Regions from separate parts of the Xenopus laevis genome. Here region 1 is linked to region 2. A link is a contact called in public Hi-C data. All regions are on one chromosome and are shown on one strand. Each heading gives the region's core, a stretch centred on a gene start, on an enhancer-like site or on the middle of the called end of the contact. The rest is flanking DNA. Distances are from core to core; before and after follow the strand shown.

What was found. A called contact is a pair of places that touch in the nucleus more often than the background predicts.
Region 1: a contact with region 2 is called in a Hi-C map of the XL177 cell line, with 4 times the contacts expected there. The contact joins the enhancer-like site here to the promoter of ahnak.L in region 2. A contact is called at or near these places in 3 of 4 Hi-C or Micro-C datasets (the XL177 cell line, the XTC cell line and animal cap).

The regions. Positions count from the first base shown.
Region 1 is chr4L:27,899,008-27,902,127 of Xenopus_laevis_v10.1, reverse strand. The region is part of intron 3 of LOC108713920 (a long non-coding RNA gene); the gene reads right to left. Among protein-coding and RNA genes, the nearest start is that of eef1g.L, 29 kb to the left of the region's middle. Within about 2 kb of position 1,472, at least 4 of the 7 cell types and tissues checked have an H3K27ac peak or open chromatin away from gene starts, as enhancers often do.
Region 2 is chr4L:27,822,991-27,825,858 of Xenopus_laevis_v10.1, reverse strand. It overlaps ahnak.L (neuroblast differentiation-associated protein AHNAK), which reads left to right and starts at 1,594. Exons shown (of 6, transcript XM_041590012.1): 1 at 1,594-1,746.

The DNA of each region.
Region 1 (3,120 bases), core at 223-2,722, 76 kb before region 2:
TAAATTAAAGGTGAAGAAAACCCTTTAAGGGCTCATATTAATGGGCATTTTGCCCTGCGTTCCCCTGTGGCCAGGTTTCCTGTGCTTGAACGTAGCACTATAGGGAAATACAGGCTGCGTTTCATTCTGCACTACCCTGTGGCAGAACGCAGGGCAAAATACCGACCAGTATGAGCCTAGAGGAAAATTCAGAAATCCCATCAATGATAGATGCATTTTGTGCACTTCCTTTGTCAGTAATCACATCCCACTTTATTTCCCATATATTTTCCTTCCTTTTGAGCCTTGTCTACTTATCCAGATCATGCAGAGTTATGCCCAACCACGCCCAGATGTGTCTCAAATAATCCTAAAGATTTCATTTAAGCTTTTTGAGAAACTAGTTGTTGCCAGATCTTGTGGCTGCTGGAAAGTCCAGGTATGTAGACAACCCAATTTACACACAGGTTAAAATACATCAAAAACAGATCATAGGGTAGGGGATAATAAGAAGATTTTGTTGGAGGGTCTAATACCTTGTACCTAAATCAGTGGCATAACTAGATATTACGAGGCCCAACAGCAAATTAATTTTCGGGCCCCCAAAATGTCTAAAGGTTGACTTGCTTTACAATTTTTATTGAAATTGTATATGAATAAGGGCCTCATGGGACCCGTATACCTCCAGTCCCCCCCTCAGGGCAGGAAGCATAATGGCTCTAGAGGGAGGCTGTTTGAGTCTCTGTGTACTTGAAATGTCAGAGTCTTTTTTGAATCCCAGTCCAGGCCTGCTTGTGTCCTTGCCCTTACAGATTTATATAGACTACTTACTCCACTGAGGACAATGAAACCAATATCTAGGCAGCTACAAAGTAGCAGCTCAAAATCTCTGTATTTGTTTCACACATGAGGTGGAATGCCAAGTTCTACCCCACCTTCTTCCTCTGGTATTTTGTATCATTCCACTACAGCAGGCACACACACTTACACACAAAGCACTATATCAGTTAACCTTAATGTGCAAGCCATGGAGCTGAAAACACAGTCCTTTTATCTCCTGCCCCTTCCCCCTCTGCCTGCAGGTTGGAATGAGAAAGGAACATTCTGCAGAAGTTTGGCATTCCTTCCTGAGGATTCACTTCCCCAACATTCTCCTGGGCTCACCTTCTTTCACCTACCTGCCTCATCTGTCCAACTGAATATCTACAGACCCAGAACAACTACAATGAGTAAAGATCGCTGGGTGATTGTTATTTATTTAATCAAAGAACTGGAAGGCAGATTTGTATGAGATTTTGTGAGCCAGACCTTATCTGTCCCACAGGATCTTGTCATGAAACAGCACAAGATTTGGTGGGATGTATCATATCTGATCCTACATGCTGTTATGTCAATCTGATCAGATAAAGTCATATAGTATTGTTGTTGAAACAATACAAGGCTGACTTCTGCTACATTGTTCCGAAAAACATTTTCAGCAATGCAGGAAGGGACAGATAGATACAGCTTTCAATTGCAATAAAATGTATCGCTGATAAATGTTGCTCAGAATAACAGTTTTCTTTTTGGATTAACATCCCCTTTAAACTTTAAGGAATCTGTCATGGTGGCTTGAAAAACTGATGTTTTCCCTTTAGGAGTGGCAAAACTGCTAAAGGTGCTGTGTGCATAGAACTGACAGTTGCCATATTGTACATAGGTGGCGCTCACATATAACTTCTTATTTCAACAACCTACGTGCCCTCAGGGCTTCAGGCTCATTGGATATGTTATTGTGTTCACATTAATGTCATGGAAACATTAGCCTAATTCAGTTAAAGAACTATATTTACCGGAGTGGTTTATGGTATTTACTGCAATTTGTGAACAGTACAAGGCATTAGGGAGAAGGCGTGGCTCAGTAAATTGGTCAGCAACTATGGCACTGGATTCCCATTCAAGAAAACCTGACTTCAGTGAATGAGTTAACCTGTAGGACAAGTCTCATCTACTCCCTGTGTCTCAGGAGCCAAAGGCTAGACTGCAAGTTCTGTGGAATGGAGTCATATTTTGCAGTATTGGAATAGTTTGCATGCTCTGCTGTGTTGCAAAGAAGAAGCAACAGCATGATGTGATGGTGGAAGTTGCAATTCCGCCATAGCTGATGCCTATCTCTACTACATAATAAGTAATAAGTACATAGTCTTTAAAATACTTTAAAGGGGAACTCCACCCAATACCTGCATAATTAAAGAAAATGTCATTCTAAGAAACTTTCCAATTTACATTCAAAACATTACAAAATGTCAATGGGTTTGAAGTTGTTGATTTGCAATTGAAAGCAGTATTTGTTTATCCCTTTCTTTCTTCTCTTGCTGTGACGCTTGAAACAATGCTGCTCCAGGTCTGATAATCAGCTGGTTTCTGCTGCACTGATCAGGAGTCAGAACCAAGAATCTAAACAGACAGACAGATATTGTTCTAAATAGCCATCACATTTACAAACAACTGAAAAAAGGCACCAAAAATGTTTAACTAACGTATTGGAAAGTTGCTTATAATTGTGTTTTCTTTGTAGCTGAAAACAAACAGTTTTTGGGTGGAGTTCACCTTTAAGGACATGTTTGGTTTCATATTGCTGAAGGAGAGGCTGCAACTTGGGGTGAGGAGCAGCCCCAGACTCCCCAGTGCAAAATTTACCACCGCAAAATACTTGTTGCTAAATATGGTAGTGTAGCAGAGAAGAAGGGTACCTTTTTCTCTTTCAGCTGAGGTCCTGTGCCTAGGACAATACCAGACCGAAATACAACCATGGCTAATCAATTATATTTAATTATAAATTATTATATTTGGAAAAGTGTTTGATTTGCAAAGTCCTATCACTGATAATTCTATAGTGGAAAGTGACAAAGCCCTGGGTTAAGGTCCACATCTGCATGTTGATGTAGTCCTCAATCTGACCACCGGCATTACAGCAATTATGATCTGATAATTTAGTCCTTGGCCCTCAAGATGATCTGCTCATTTGGCAACCTCACCAAATGTTCAGCTCTTATAAGGTATGGGCAGCACAAGATATAGGGGCAATGATATACAGTACAATTATTAAGCCTGAATGTGTGAAAGCAAAAAAAATAATAATCAGCAGGGGAATGAGTCCAA
Region 2 (2,868 bases), core at 345-2,844:
ACACTTCTCTTCGCGGGTGGGTAGGGTTGCCACCTTTTCTGGAAAAAAATACCAGCCTTCCTATATATTCTATATATTTATAATTTTTCCCTATTAATAACATTTCAATCAAGATCATTTTTACCGGTCAGGCTGGTAAAATACTGACCAGGTGGCAACCATACGGACGGGTGCAGGTTGAGCTCTTCTCCTGCTCTCCCCGCCCCTTCTTCTTTTATAGATGCCCAGCCTGCTCACCCCCCCCCCTTTTGTGACATCATCAGTGGGGCGGTCTATAAAGGGAACCCAGAAGTCGCGCTCTGGGACTATCTGAAATGATTCTGCTGTAAGGCCCATGAACTTTTAGTAAGTGTAGCTGCCAAACTGCACCCACCATAATGTCCATAAAGAGACAAGTTCTAAGGACATGGACACGTGCGTTTTTACGGTGGGGTTTTTAAAAAGACCGACTGCCGCATAAATATGCTAAACCAGGCGTCCCCAACCTTTGTAAAAATTATAAAAAGAGTTGGGGAGCAACACAAGCATGAAAAAATCCCTTGGGGTGCCAAATAAGGTCTGTAATTGGTTATTTGGTAGCCCCTATGTAGACTGGCAGCCTACAGGAGACTCTACTTGGCACTATACTTAGTTTTTATGCAATTAAAACTTGCTTTTCCAAGCTTGGAATTCAAAAATAAGCACCTGTTTTGAGGACACCGAGAGCAACATCCATGGGTTGGAAAGCAACATGTTGCTCATGAGCTACTGGTTGGGGATCACTGTGCTAAATAGGGATGCACTGAAACCACTATTTTGGATTCGGCCAAACCCCTGAATCCTCGGCGAAGGATTTGGCCGAATACCGAACCAAACCCTAATTTCCATATGCAAATTAGGGGTGGGAAGGGGAAAACATTTTTTACTTCCTTGTTTTGTGACAAAAAAGTAACGCAATTTCCTTCCCCACCCCTAATTTGCATATGTAAATTAGGATTTGGTTCAGCCGGGCAGAAGGATTCGGCCGAATCCGAATCCTGCTGAAAAGGGCCGAATCCCGAACCAAATCCTGGATTTGGTGCATCCCTAGTGCTAAACCATGGGCGCCATTGCCTAAGCGTGAAAACGCATTATCCTGGTCTCACGTGGTGTCTGACAGGATAATTCCATCAGTGATTTTGCACTTTTGCGCTGTTTCTGCCTCGCACATTGACCGATATTGGATTCGATTTTCTTTTGTAGGGCCCTGGCCACCAATTTTTTTTTAAACTGGGGGGAGCTGGCCATCTATGGGGTTTTTACTTGTAGGGGCCACCAATTGGGGTTTTCAACTTCTAGGGGGGCAATGGCCACCAATGGCTTCTTTTAACTTGTAAGAAAAAATTCTCATACGCCCTGCTTATTCTGATGGTGGCCCTGCATATTTCCCATCGTATTAACGCAGAATTGTGGGAAGCAGCACAGGTAGATGAGTGCACAAGCTCGGGCCCCAGGGATACAAATATGTGCGCACATGGGGCCCTGTGTAGAAATAAGTGCGTCCATGGACACATCGCACTGAGAGCAACAGCAGCAGCAGCACACGCCTAGCCCGGGGCAGGGCAGGCTCAACCTCCTCTCCAGGATTGGGAGACGGACACACCCAGTAGGGTTAGCTCTGCCTGTATAGGAGCCCTGCCCTGCCTGAGCTGATCACTTAGCTCTGCTATCCCAGGCAGAACAGAGCCACTGGCTCCTGCACATGTAGCGCCAGCTCAAGAGACCCAGGTAATAACCCATTTCCTATACCCAGTCTATATCATGTGCTGTTGCTTTGTCTCCTACTGAAGGCGCAATTATCTCAGGATGTGACCCCAGAGTTTGGGACGCGTAGAACTTTCCTTGTGTATGTGTATACTTTCTGCATCCCGTGGGTGTGGATGGTCGGGAACAATTTTATCGGGGGGGCGACTTTTTTTTTGCTACTTGTGAAATCGTTTTATTACTGATGTAACATTGTTTATAGTGCAGCATTTTGGGAGGAAAGTAATAGTTGCACTGAGAGACTTCTTTTTAAACTGCTTTGGGACGTACCCATCATATTGCCTCTCCCTGTAGAGAGTTCCCTATTGGATCTACTTTTATTTCTATATTCTGTGCATATTGTCTATATGTAAATCATTTATTGTAGTTTATGGCTTGCTGGTCTGTGTGTGCTGCAGTATATTGCGTTCCTTCAGACTGTTTGCTCTGTGGACTCTACCTGCTTTTATTGTTCAATTGCATTGTCCCTCAGCTCAGAGTTATGTGCCTACCAACAATACTGCTGGGAGTCATGCTGGTAAAGTTATGGCATGAATACTCCCAGCAGCGCTGTGTGCAGGCAGACTCTCCCTTTTTGCTTTATTGGTAATGTTTGCTTTGGATGGATTTCCCTGACTGTTACAACACAGGTCTGAGTTTCAGGGCACCACACCCTCCCCTGCTGGAGATTTTGGGAGTGGAGGAAGGAGGAGGCAATAGAGAACTAGGGTGGGGAGGATAAACAGCATCGGGAGGGAGAGAGACCCTCGGTGAAGGAGAAACTTTGTCCAACCTATGGCTGTTGTTGAACTGTATACAACGTCCATCACCCCAGACAATTCTCGTCTTGGGGGTCGGTGGGAGTTGTAAAGCAACTTGGGCAAGGAAGTTTTGTTATAATTGTCCTATTATAAGGGCTGTCCCCTCCTTACAGCTAGGGTTTCTGGAAAAAAAATGACCGGCCTTCCTATATATTTAACTTTTTTCCCTATTAATAAAATTGGGATCAGCCATAATTTTTACCGGCCAGGTGGCAACCCTACTTACAGCTATTATCTGCAGTACTACTCTAGATGCTCATGTGCTACCTGCGTAGCAGGAGGAGGT